Regions from separate parts of the Callithrix jacchus genome. Here region 2 is linked to region 1. The links are chromatin contacts, called in public Hi-C maps. All regions are on one chromosome and are shown on one strand. The core of a region is the stretch at or near the end of the contact, and the rest is flanking DNA. Distances in the headings are between cores, read along the strand shown.

Region 1 (6,807 bases), core at 2,973-5,472:
CTAAGACCAACAATTGATTAAATAAGACAAGTAGGTGTTGCAGATTAAACTTCTCTCCTAAAAGCATACATGTTACTCCCTTAATCTAGATCCCTGAGTACAACTGTCCTATCTTATCATCAAGCCAATTTCCATCTTCAGAGGAATTGCCCATACAAACAGAATGATCCATTAAAAAGTTAAAATCCGTTTCTTGAGAAATAACCTTTTTCTTGCCATAAAGCCCATTACTGTTGAATACAGTAATGTTAGCTGAAAAGTGTACTTTACCCAAAAGCTTGGCACCCTCTGAAGTATGCATCTCTTATTTTCTTCTAAATACTTTTACTGACAATTCTTAAGAGAAATAGGAGGCAGGGATAGATTGAGAGGCAAGCATATTAAGATTAGAGAAGTCAGAAGAGGAGCAGGAAAGGAAAATATATATCTGAATCCCATCAAACTGAATGCTTCTGGGTTCTCTTTCTTCAGTTTTGTAACAATAATAACTTACATTTATTAAGCATTTGCGTGCCACATAGTGTTAGACATTCTTTGTATGTATCAACTTAATCTTCACAATCATTCTTCACTATAATTATCTCCCTTTACATATGAAGAAACTGAGGCATAGAGAAGGGAAGCAACGTCTCTGAGGTCGCAAAACTAATCCTGGTAGAGCCAGGATGTAAGTCCAGTCTAGTCTCTTAACTGTGTCAGGCTTTATGCCTCCACGCTATCCAGCCACCAATAATAGTAGCCAGGTTAGTAATGTTAGCATAGATATTCTTCCCCTTCTCAATCTTACTGGCTCCCTTTTTTTCAAGTTTGTTTTAAGCATTACCTTTGTACACGTACTGAGTATTTAATGCATCAAAAAATAAAAATATTCCTTGGAATCCTGAAACTTCAGAGAGAGAGGGGGTAAGATTTGGGAGATTATGTTTTCTTTAAAAAAATTTTGATTAAAAACAAGTAATCTATGACAACAATACACTTTTAAAATGTGCATAAAAAAGTGTGTGGCCGTACTTCTGAAATCCTGCTCATCAGTGCTTAGCTGCAAAAAGAAAACACAGGAGGTTTTTTTTGGAACATTCCAGGTGTGGAGATTGGATAGCAGCTAGCTGCTTGGAGCTCAGCCTTTAGCTATCTAGTCAGACATGACCTACACCCTAAAACTCACAAACGTAAAATAAGATGTCATTTTTTACACAGGACTATTTGCTTTATAAAAGGCTCAATCGAGGGTTCCTTTACCTGTTAACAGTTTAGTGTTTGTTTATAGATTATTTACGAATCAGAAAAACTACAAGAAAGAAAATCCAGTTGAAGGAATCCTCTGAGCTGAGTACCTATCACAAAGGAAGGCAAAGGATCATTCATGCAAACCAGTGGAAAACCAGATCCAACCAATGGCTATTTAATTTTAATTAACATGTTTTTTCATCTGACTATTCAGGGGCTTCAACTATTGCACAAATCAAGGTTTGGCTCATACAGCTGAAAGGATCCCTCAAGGTTGAGGGATTAAATGTTTTTAAATGGTCAGAGGACAGGGAACTGGAATCCAGATCCCAAGTATTATTCTTTCCACACTTCACCAGTTGTGTGTAGAATAAAGGATATGTCTGAGGCGCAAATCAAATTCTCTTACTATATAGAACTATATTTTCTCCCATCAAATAAAAAGAAGGCAGTTATGTGCATGGATGTGTGTGTGTGTGTGTTTGTGTGTGTGTACATTCTAGTTAAGAAGTTGAATAATCTATATAAGTATTCTAATGACAATAATAATATGCAATACTAAAAAAAGTCAAATGAAATTTTACAGTTTATGACAATTAAGGAAAAAATATATTCATAACAAATCACTTACTGTGATATTAACAATCAAGGATAAAACTATGAAAAACCACTACACCAAAAGTGTTAATAATTGTGCAGAATCCTATGGGGGAAAGACACACACACACACACACACACACACACACAAAACACATAGTTTATATCAGTATTTGGAGTATGAGTTCTGCACTGCTGGTTAACATAGATAAATATTTAGTTTCTTCAAAGCTTGAGGGAATATATGGCATCTGCCCTATGAAATCTAGTCTCAACTTTGCATCAGTGGTGTGGCTTTTGCTGTCCTTTCCTCCTACCCAAACTTACCCCCATTCCTACCATGTTCTTCTGCCAAAAGGAATAATTGGAGATTATGTAGAGACACACTGATTATAAAACATTTATTTTTAAAAAGCTGAATGATTTTTGCTATATAGTACCATGAGCCTTAATAACATTTACCATAGAAGTTATTATTTATTACTTCAAGAAGACTAAATCATCACTAAACACAAAACAAGCACATTTTAAAAATATATAAGAGTTTTCCATCAGCCAGACCTGAGTTCTAGTGCTAGCTTTTCCACTTGTTTTGTGACATACTACAATCTTCTTAAACTCCCAACTTCAGTGCCTCCTGGAAAAAAGAAGACTACTAACAGACCTCAAAGAGATGTGGAGGAATGCTAGGAGAACACAGTGTCCTTTACATTGTCAATGTTCGGTCCATGTGAATTCTGTGGTGACTGGAAGCTTCTAAACTGTAAGAATTAAAACATACATATCTTTATTTTTTGCATGATTTGGAAAATCCAAAGGTGAGGGGAGGCAGGAAAGAACCACATTCTTTTGCAAGAAGTAGAATTTGGGTAAATGACAAAAGAAGAAAATGAGAGACAAAGAAACAAAAATATCCCAAGGGTAATCTTTTCCAGGTAGATTTTTGAAACATTTTAAAAGTCCCTAATAAATGCCAGGGTCTTTACAAAGTTCTGCTGTAAATGTAACTTGTGTGCAAATAGCATCCAAACAGCTTGAGGCCATCCTAATGATTTCCGGCATAGCTGTGGTCAGTCATGCTGGGGACCTCACTCTGACAAGTGTGAACCAGCCTTCTCAAAGTGGGCACTTCCCTACTGTTCCTGGTTACATGTTTTGCTGCTTGTCAGCACTTCCACTAGAGGGCAGCAGGTGGAAAGGAGAGGATGTCAAAATAGATGAATGATAATGCTTGGCAATAGCAATTGTCAAGGTGGAGTGCAAAGTAATGGGGTAGCACGGGCCTGGTGGACTGAATGGAAAAGGTGAGATCTTGAGTAATTTGTGGGTTTCCATTTCTAAGTGAAGACAGAAATGGGAGAGGAGAGTAGAAAGCTGAAGAAAGGCTTCCCAAACTTCAGACTCATGTTTGGAGTTTTTGTCAAACAACCAAGCCTAACACACAAAAAAACTCCAGAGGATCATTCTGTTGCAGGATTCCTTGGGTGTCACTTTTCCAACCAGAAACCTTTGTGTTTCCTTTCTGTGGCCAGTGGCACCTTTGCCCAAGGTTTGCTCTGGCCCACTGGGCTTGTTCTGCCAACCTGGCCTGGCAGGCTATACTTGGCTCGTGCTACTGGACTGCACCACACACCTGCCAAGGGCAAGCCAGTTGTGGAGCAATGAGGGATGTGTGAGTGGGTAAGCATGGGGTCCAGCCACTCTGCACAGCCAGGTACACCAGCTGCCATGGTGGGGTAAGAAGCTCCAGGCACCAGCACAGGCACCAGCTTCGTGCAAATCTGTGGCTGGATCTGATGCACCACAAGTGGCTTCCATTGTGGAGAATTGCATCTGGATGAGGGGAATGTGGTGATGACTGGGAGTCTGGAAAAGCCAGAAACCTCAGAGCCCCAAAGAGGTGTCACACAGGTCTGGGCTCCCCAAAGGGCTGCAGTTCTTCTCTCCTTGTCACCCACAATGTGGTAAGCAGGGAAGGCATGTCTCAGCCCTGTTCGTGTTATAGCTTTTTCAGTCCTGCTATTAAGTGGGTCCTGATGTCCCAAGTCCAGGAAGAATGAGGTATGCAGACAACTGGAAGGTGAGCAAGGCAAAGTACTTTATTGAGCAACTCTGGCTAAGTCCAGGGTTTCTATGAGATCAGAAAGGAGGAAGTGTGTGCTTATTGGTCCATGGGTGGCTATGTGCGGGCCTGGAAAAAGCACCATAAGTTCTCACTCCAGGCCAAGCACTCCACCTAGAACTGATAGCTTGGCCACCAGGCTTCTGGCCATCCCTGGCTTGAAGATGAAGCTTCACTGGGAACTGGCCCTTTTCCACCTAGGAGCCTGTCTGTCTCCTGCTGCCATCTACATGTCATTCACAGCACCCAGCCTGTTCATGCCAAGGGGCACCAGCAGGCCTGTGCTGAAGCACCCTCAGTGCCCCCTCAGTCTCCCTCTCATGCTGGTTGGTGTTCAAAGTCCACAGATAGTGCCAAGCTGGCAGGGGGCTGGTGTATCAGCACTGCCCAAGTGCATGCACACCTGACCAGGTTGTGACAGCACCCAGGCTTGGCCACAACTTTGCCTTGCTGTGGAGCTGGGGCTGGGTGTGGGTGGAGAAAGAGGCCAGGGAGTGAGCCCAGGCACTTCTGAGCCTGCAGGAGCAGGGGGTGCTTCCTGGGTCTCCAAGAGTGTAGGGATGCCCAGGTCTGGAGCTGCAGCTGCGTGGCTACTACTGTGCCTGCAGAGCACTGGGCTCCAGCCCTGCCAACTCAGAAGGGGGCAGGCTTCCTGCCTGTTCTTGGCTCCTGCCGGCTCTGTGGAGGGCACAGCCCCAGTTGTGCTACCCCCACTACAGCCAATGTCTTTGCAGCAGTGGCTCCAGATGGGCCACTACTGCCATCAATTCCAGATCTTCCACATCAGAATTCTAGGTATGAGGTTTCAGAATTTGTATTTTTCAGAAAAATCTCAGCTTATTCTAAGAAATAGCCACAGTTGTTCTAACACAGGATCTTTGAGGTCCCTTCCAACTTTCAGAAGACCAACTTGACTAAGATAATATATGCTTAATGCAACCCTCAAAATAGTGGTAAACTTGGCTATTCTGCTAGCAACCTGTCTTTAGAGAAAGAAAGGGTAGAGATAACTACAATTACTGTAGTGTGGACTGCAACTTACACTTTTCACAAATCCATAGCAGATACAATCTCTTTTAACCTTTTAATCCTCACAACAAGCTTGCAAGTAGGAAGATTCTAAAACCCCACTGACAATAGGAAAACCAAGTTCCAGCAAGGCAGCCTTAGGGTGGTGAGTCCAGAAGCCATGGTTTTTGACTGGAGTTTATTCCTCTCCATCATAATGTGCAGTGCCTTTTCAATTCTGTTCTTACTCTGGACTTCCAAGCCATCTTTTAATCAAGTAATTTAGTGGACCTCTAAGAATAATGGCCAAGTCCAAGTTTTGTGCAGAATAAGAACGGAGGCAAGAATTAGAAAGAGATTTGTGATGGCAGTCAAGAGACCAATCTTTCATCTTTTCTGCTGGTGCTTCAGGAAGCAGAAGGAAAAATAGTGGTAATTTTCGAGGAATATGAAAGATGAATGAGGATGGGTGAGGAGTCAGTGGGCATACTTCTGTCACTGGAGAGAGGACAGTGATTTCATAAGGGTCTCGTCTGAACCTAATTCATAAACTTCAAAATCTTCTTTCTGCTGATGACTGCTCTTCAGTGAAGAATAAGCAGGCATTTCCTATTTTGTCATGTTTGAAACAGATTTTCAAATAAATTATATCAACTAAACCACTTGCAGTTAAATGCTAACCTATTGAGAAAAGCACACCAGAGAAGGAGTTTGTGTGTCTTGGTCCTACCTCTGCAAGTAACTACTTGAAATCTTGGCTACATCATTGAAATCTTGGCTACATCATCTAATTCTCTGGGCCTCAGCTTCCTCATCAGTAAACAGTGAGGGCTGGTCCTGAGGCTTCTAGCCAGAGAGACCAAAAAGATATTTAGTTTAGCTTCAAATTATTTTAATTGGTTTCTAACATTTAGAACCTAGGAGATTTGTATAAAATATTCAAGATCAACTTTTGGGTATACTCAGATGAGGAACAAATGGGCAGTATTCCACAGCCCTTTCCATCTTATAAACTACTAGATAATTTATTATTTTTAGAGCCTATTGTCAGCCTCACATGCATGTCCTCCAGCCCGGAAACACACACATATCTCACTAAAGAAAGCAGTATTACTGTGGGGGTTTTTATCTCTTTTATTCATTAAGGCATTCCAAGCACCTGGAATAGTACCCTGTAAATAATAGGTCCTCAATAAATATTTGCTGCATTAATTAATTTTGACTTATAAACTTAATAGTTTTTTAACTATAGTTTTTTCAAGTGAGGAAAGCTGAAGGCAACCAGATCAACCTAGAGATAAGACATAAATATGTCCTCTGAATCATAATGGGGATTTCACAGTGAACTGCCAAATCAAGGCTACTGACACATACTTCTGCCTATAAATGATATATTTGTTTCTCATAATCAAGTTGCGATTACAAATAAAGTAGGGGAAACTTTCACAGGAAAAACTTGAATATACCAATAGATCCACCTGTCAGCTGTTTGTTTCACTTGTAATGATTTTTAAAAAACAGTATGGCATGGTTATTTTAAAGGCATGTGACAGTTCAGTATGCGGAATGTTCCTCAGTAATGTAACCTTAAATACTGCAGATTGATTTCTCTGGTGGTAAAAAGCAGGTTTTAAGACTGATGAAATTTAATCTCATGCCAATTATATTAATATAAACAGCCGGCTTTGCAGTTATCACACTCTCCTATGCTTTCTTTAATAAATGTTCCATAGATGTCTCCCAGTTTGCTCCACGAGCCTTTAATTCTCATGGTTGTTGAGGGAGAAATGAAAGGAAGCATTTGTTAGAAGCACTCAAATGTGACCATGCATTCATGGGGATTTGTTAACTGA
Region 2 (6,182 bases), core at 207-2,706, 160 kb after region 1:
TCCCCTCCCCCTCCCCGCAAACTCTCCCAGGCAGTTCTCCTGAGAACTATCCAAACCCTCACTTCCAGCCGTCGGCCCAATGCATTTAGTTATTTTAAAGCACTTAGTACTTAATCCTATGCAGAAACTACTAGGACTTCCCAATCCTTTGGCCTCCCGTTACCTTTCTCTGTCCCTTCCAAGGTCTCCTGGCGGCACAAACAGGCAGGCGGCACCTCTGTGGCCTCTTCCACCCTGCACACCCTACTGGCTCAGGCGCCAACACGCCTCCCCGGACGCACACTCGCGCGCGCACACACAGCGAACACGTACACTCATTCAGGACACACAGTCCACACCAGACCGCGAACCCACGCAGCTTGATCCCAGCAGATATTTCCCCGAGCTATATATAAAGCACTCACCCCAAATAGACTTCCTCACGCACTCGCAAGTGGGTGACGCTGCCCTGCACCCTCTGCGCCGCCAGCACCCTCTCCCTAGACACGCGGCCACCCCACTGACCCGCAGCCTCTGGCAGTTCTGTCAAAACTTTGAACTTGGTTGATTTTACAACCGCGAGTGTGTCAGAGGCTGGAGGAGGTCGGCTCGCCACAATTTCCACTTACCTCAGTTCATGCGGACTGGTGGCCGTGACTCTACTGACCCCAGCTCCAACCGTGCCAATGCGCGGCTGCAGCCCGCATAAACGCGCAAAAGGCTGCGCGCTCTGAGCGCTGTGTCCACACGCGCAACCAGACCTCCCGAGTCTCTCCAGTCGCGCTGCCCGGGATCCTTCCCCGCGCAGCAGCAGCAGCCTCGGCAGTTTCTGCCTCAGCCAGGCTGATGATGGCAAACAGAAACACTCTCGCAAAACTTCTATGACTTTAACAAAACTGTCTCCGGAGGAAACCCCTCTACGCACCCTACTCACGGGCCGAAGCAGGCGCCAGAGTGGGATGGTTGGTCTGTCGCCCGCAACTCCCTGCCGCCCCCACCAACTTCCAGACACACACACACACACAAGATTGGGTTACCACAACCCACCAGCAGAAAACAGCTTTTTCGCAAGGAGGAGGCGAGCACAGTCAACCCCCAAGTCATCCGGAATTAAAAATTATCCGTGTAAATATATCAGACAGAGTCTCCCATTTTCATAAACAGCTAGAGTCTCAGGGTTCACTCTCAGGCCCCCTGACACAACAGGAGGAAAATAAAAGCCCGACTCCCGCAGCCACACTCCAGTACCTCCGAGCTTTGCCTCTGGAGAGAGAGCGCGGGTTCGCGTCTGCGATGGGGCCGCTGGGGCCGATGGTGCCGGGGCCTCCAGCCCGCGTGGCCCCTGCCCGGGGTCCCCGCCGCCGCCCGGGCTCAGCAGCAGCCGCCGCCGCCACCGCCACCGTAGCAGCCGCCGCTGCCGCTGCCGCCGCCGCCGCCGCCGCTCCCTAGACCTCCTCCTCTTCCCATGGCTGCGCCCTGCTTGGCAGCTCGCGGGCTGTCAGGCTTGGGGAGGAGAGAGGGGGCGGGGTGAAACGGGAAGGGAGGATGGGAGTGCAGGGGTGGAAAAAGGCGGCTACCGTTCACCAGGGGTCACGCCGGGCCTGGCCTGCCTTCCCCCAGATCCAGGCTGCAGAAGCGAGGGGACGCGGACGTTCAGGGAGGCCAGTTCGAGAACCACTGCGGAAAGGGCGAGTGCTGCCGGGGCCAAGCATTCCAGGGAGCTGGGATGAAGTCTTCCCCGAGAGGAGCTGGAGTTGGTGCGTGTCACTCTCATCTGGGCTGCGCGGCTCCTCCTAGAGGAAAATATTGGTAGTTGCAATACACTTCCTTCCTCTCTGCCTGCCCGGATTCCCAAATGAAGGCAGGACCTACAGGAGCGTTAAGTACAGTCCATAGACTCAAAGAAACGCTTAGATACTAACACTTAAAAAGGTTAGTATCTCCAGGAATGGGAGGAAGATCAGCCTGGTAGCTTGGAAACCGTGTTTAGCCATCCAAATATTGCCTCTCCATCGGCAATCAAGTTCCAAGCTTCCGCTCACTGGGGCACAGTGAAAAGATAGTTAAAACTACGAAGGGCTTTATTGTCGAGGTTAGAAGACAGATTAAGTAATTTACCAAGACACGCAACAAGTTAGCAGAGAGGTATCTGCCAGAGGACAGGGATGAAGGAAGAGCAGACACAGGCCGCAACCTGAAGTTCCTGAGGGAACTTCCAGGGAAAGTATTTTAACTCTGCCGCAGCCCAGACATAGTGCATCTGTCAAATGCAAGCCCTGCCTACTTCATCCCACTCTTAGGAAAATAAAGCAAGACAAGAAGTTGTAAAAGTGCGGCAGAAAGTTAAAGTTGTGCATAAGTATGTCATTTTTGTACAGCATCAAACCCCGAGTCACTACATGCTTTTCTGAGCAGAGTACAGAAGTCCAGCTCCGGATTGTCTCAGATCTGAAAGCATAGCTAGTCAAGCGATCTTTGCACAATTTACTGTCAATTGTAATGTCACTTACCTATATGCTTCTAACAGCTTTGGTTTACTAAAGCTTTTCTTTTTTCTTTTTTTTTTAACAGAGCTTCCAGACACAAAGCCAAGTTTATACCCAGAGAGAAATGTTTAAACAACAACTTAAAGTAACCAAGTTTCTTATCTTTAGACTAACATATCTATAGGGCACTGAAGTAGTACCTGGGGGCCAAGACTTAAGAAGGAACAGAGAACCAAAGACTCTGGGATAGCAGATATCACATAAGACAACCCTGTTTTCAAAGAAATCAAATAAGTGAAAAACTTTCCTTAGAATGCTTTCAGAAGCTCAGCTGTGGCTCAAATACCCCAGCTGTTCCAGACAGACACCTAGAATGAACAAAGAAGAAAAGATTCTAAAAGGTACATGTTTTATCATGGGATAGGATGGTATTGATCTTGAAGTGCTCTTGTTCTATCCCGTTTAAGAATAAGGAGGCTTTTTCCCCCCTAAGACTCTTCCCCAACACATTGATTTCTGGGGTTTCATACTTTGTTGAAGCAGTAGTGATGATTGGCTGTGTCTGGAGCTTTTAAAAAGGGGAGATATCCACATAGAGAAACTTGGGAAAGTAAAAGATTAAGGCAAAGTCAAGAAAAACTCCTGCTGGGTGGTCCATGCCTGCCAAGCTGGCTGACAGGGCAGTCCTGGCAGGAGTAAAGTCCAGGCAGACCTCAAATGCTGACTCCACTTTTGTCTGAAATGACCTTCCAAGTTGGACCTTCTTCAGAGCCTGGCACTACCAACCTCTATGTTTTTATCCTCTCTGTGCCTTCTCATCCTTTGTCCTTCTTCCCTGAGCTAGAGAATCTTGATCTAGTTTAGGAAGTGCCAGATGGACTCATTAAAGATATTCAAAATTCTATTGTCTATACTCTGAGATGAGCTCAGGGCCATACTTAAAAAAAAAAAAGAACTGACATCTTTTTATTACTATTTTTTAAATTTGGGTTCAGGTGTAGCCTCCACTCTGTGTGCCATGAAACTAGACTGCTCTGGCTTCTGCTCTGTCTTTGATTTTTAAAACATCATCATGCACAGAAAACATAGGAAAAGACACCTTGGTTAATATTATGGAACTAGATATAAACCTGCAACTGACATGAAGGTCAGCCTTTATTCTTAAGCCCCATGAATAAAGGTCCCTCAATCTCATATATGACCAGGTATAGGTCTATAGTAGTATATGGCTCTTTATATATTCCTAATTGTTTGAGAAAATGTACCAGGTATTGAGCCTATTAATTTGTTATAAGTTAAGGTATGCCAGAGCACATTTACCTTCTGAAGAGTGAAACTGCATTTGCCATGGTTTCCATTCTGCTTGGAAGATCCTACTGTGTCCACCCAGAGAAATCCTTCTTAACCTTAAAGTTCCAATCAATTGTTTACTTTCTCTCTGAAGCTCTTCCTGACTATTCCACAGGGTGGGATTTATAAGTTAATTCTCCCTTTATCAGCACCTTTATAGACCTTTATATCTTCTGGTATTAAATATTGCACTTTTTGTTGATATGTCTGCTTTCCTGCTAATCATGAAATTTCTGAGGGAGAAACTATATATTCTTAATATCTATACCTGCGATGTCTAGGTTAGTACTTAGAATTTATAGAGTTTGTAGACTGCCCAATAAATAATCAAATTGAATGAAATTTTATATCTCCTTGATTTATATCTCAAACCCAGAGCTGTCCACAGAGCTCCACACTAACAACTGGCTATCTCCATTTGAATGTCTAACAGACCTCTGAAACTTGACATGTCCCCATTTGAACTCTGGTTCTTTCTCCCTAAAATGACTCCAATCACAGTGTGTGACATTTCCATCTCAGTAGATGGCAACTACTTCCTGCCAGTTACTCAGGCCACAAACCTCTGAAATCACCCTTACTTCTCTGCCACCACATTCCACATTCAGAACTCTGTCCACTTCTTTTTTTTTTTTGAGACGGAGTTTCACTCTTGTTACCCAGGTTGGAGTGCAATGGCGTGATCTCGGCTCACCGCAACCTCCGCCTCCTGGGTTCAGGCAATTCTCCTGCCTCAGCCTCCCGAGTAGCTGGGATTACAGGCACGCGCCACCATGCCCATCTAATTTTTTGTATTTTTAGTAGAGATGGGGTTTCACCATGTTGACCAGGTTGGTCTCGATCTCTTGACCTCGTGATCCACCTGCCTGGGCCTCCCAAAGTGCTGGGATTACAGGCATGAGCCACCACGCCCGGCCCTCTGTCCACTTCTTGGAGAGAGGTCCAGAGACACCTGGTCTTAACCACCAGAATTTCTCAGTTAGATTACTGCAGTAGTCTCTCAACTCAACGGGTCTCCTTGCTTCAACAAACCCCTCCCCTAGCCCCCAACCAACATCAACAACAACCTGAGGTTTAAATTCAGTTGCCATAGTCATTCCTTTTAAAACTAATCTCATGCCATTCCTTGGCTTAAAACCCTCCAACCATTCCCCATTAAAATCAGACTAAAATTTAAACTCTACATGAGCTATGTACCTTTGCTCCCACCTCATCTCCCATGAATTTCCCCATTACTGGGTCACCGTTCAGCTCCTGGCACACTGGCCTCCCTGTTGATTCCAAAGCAGGCCAGGCAGTCTCCTAACTTAGAGGCTTTGTACTGGCTCTTCTCTCTGATTTAAACACTCTTCCCCAAATATTCATTTGCTTACTCCTATACTTCCTTGAAGTCTTTAATCAGATATTGGCCAACTTATCTGAACCAATCCTGTTTACCTGATTATGGACCACCCTACACCACTCTTATACATCCCCAGTAGGGCTTAGCAAAAAATACAAACTGCATTATGAAGACAATAGAAACAATTAGTTAATAATTCAGATTATGACTATTCAAGTGCAGATAACTAGGTCAGATTGCCATCTCCGCAAACCGCAAAACATCACAGTATAAACTCCCTAAATCTACAGTTATCTGAGGTTAGAGCATTGCTTTCCTCATTCTGTTGTACTATAAAGTGCCAAAGATTTTTATCAAAACAAAACAGAAGAGGTCAAAACACTTAAAGTAGCATTTGTAGTTAAAAAACAGGATTGTTAATCAGAAGTCTTGGGGTCCTGTGTGAGTCAACTGTGATTTTGTGTAAATTAATTACTAATGTCACAATGCCTCCAGTTCTTGCCTATAGAAGGAAGGGGTTGCTATCTGAGATCATTCCAGCTGTACAAGAAAGTTTTAGATTGATATTTGTGATAATCAAATGGTGATATCAAATATTTGTGATCAATTCTAAGTTTATTAGAAGAATATTTGACCAAATATCTGGGTACCATGGCCTAGCAAAGTCAATACATTGATATGGTTAATTTTATGTGTCAACTTTGCTAGGTCACAGTACCTAGATATTTGGTCAAATATTATTCTAGGTGTTTTTGCAAAGGTGATTTTAAAATAAGACCAACATTTCAGTCAATAGACTTTGAGTAAAACAGATTGTTTTACATCATGTGGGTGGGCCTCAATCAATCAGTTGAAGGCATTAAGAGAAAAAGACTGACCTCTCCCAAAGAAGAGAAAATTCTGCCGGCAGGCAGTCTTTGGACTCAAACTGCATATCAGCTATTCCCTAAATCTGCAACCAATCTACTTGTAGATTTTGGACTTTGGACTTTTCAGTTTCCACAGTTATGTGACCAAATTTCTCA

The links. Hi-C and Micro-C count contacts between places; a contact is called where the count stands out from the background.
Region 2: a contact with region 1 is called in a Hi-C map of skeletal muscle, with 4 times the contacts expected there. The contact joins the promoter of GHR here to the enhancer-like site in region 1. A contact is called at or near these places in 2 of 3 Hi-C or Micro-C datasets (both in skeletal muscle).

Annotation. Positions count from the first base shown.
Region 1 is chr2:163,010,834-163,017,640 of calJac240_pri, forward strand. The region is part of intron 2 of GHR (growth hormone receptor); the gene reads right to left. Among named protein-coding and RNA genes, the nearest start is that of GHR, 160 kb to the right of the region's middle. Within about 2 kb of position 4,223, at least 2 of the 16 cell types and tissues checked have an H3K27ac peak or open chromatin away from gene starts, as enhancers often do. A contact at or near this core is called in skeletal muscle, where this site is marked.
Region 2 is chr2:163,171,446-163,177,627 of calJac240_pri, forward strand. It overlaps GHR (growth hormone receptor), which reads right to left and starts at 1,457. Exons shown (of 11, transcript XM_035291616.3): 1 at 1,228-1,457.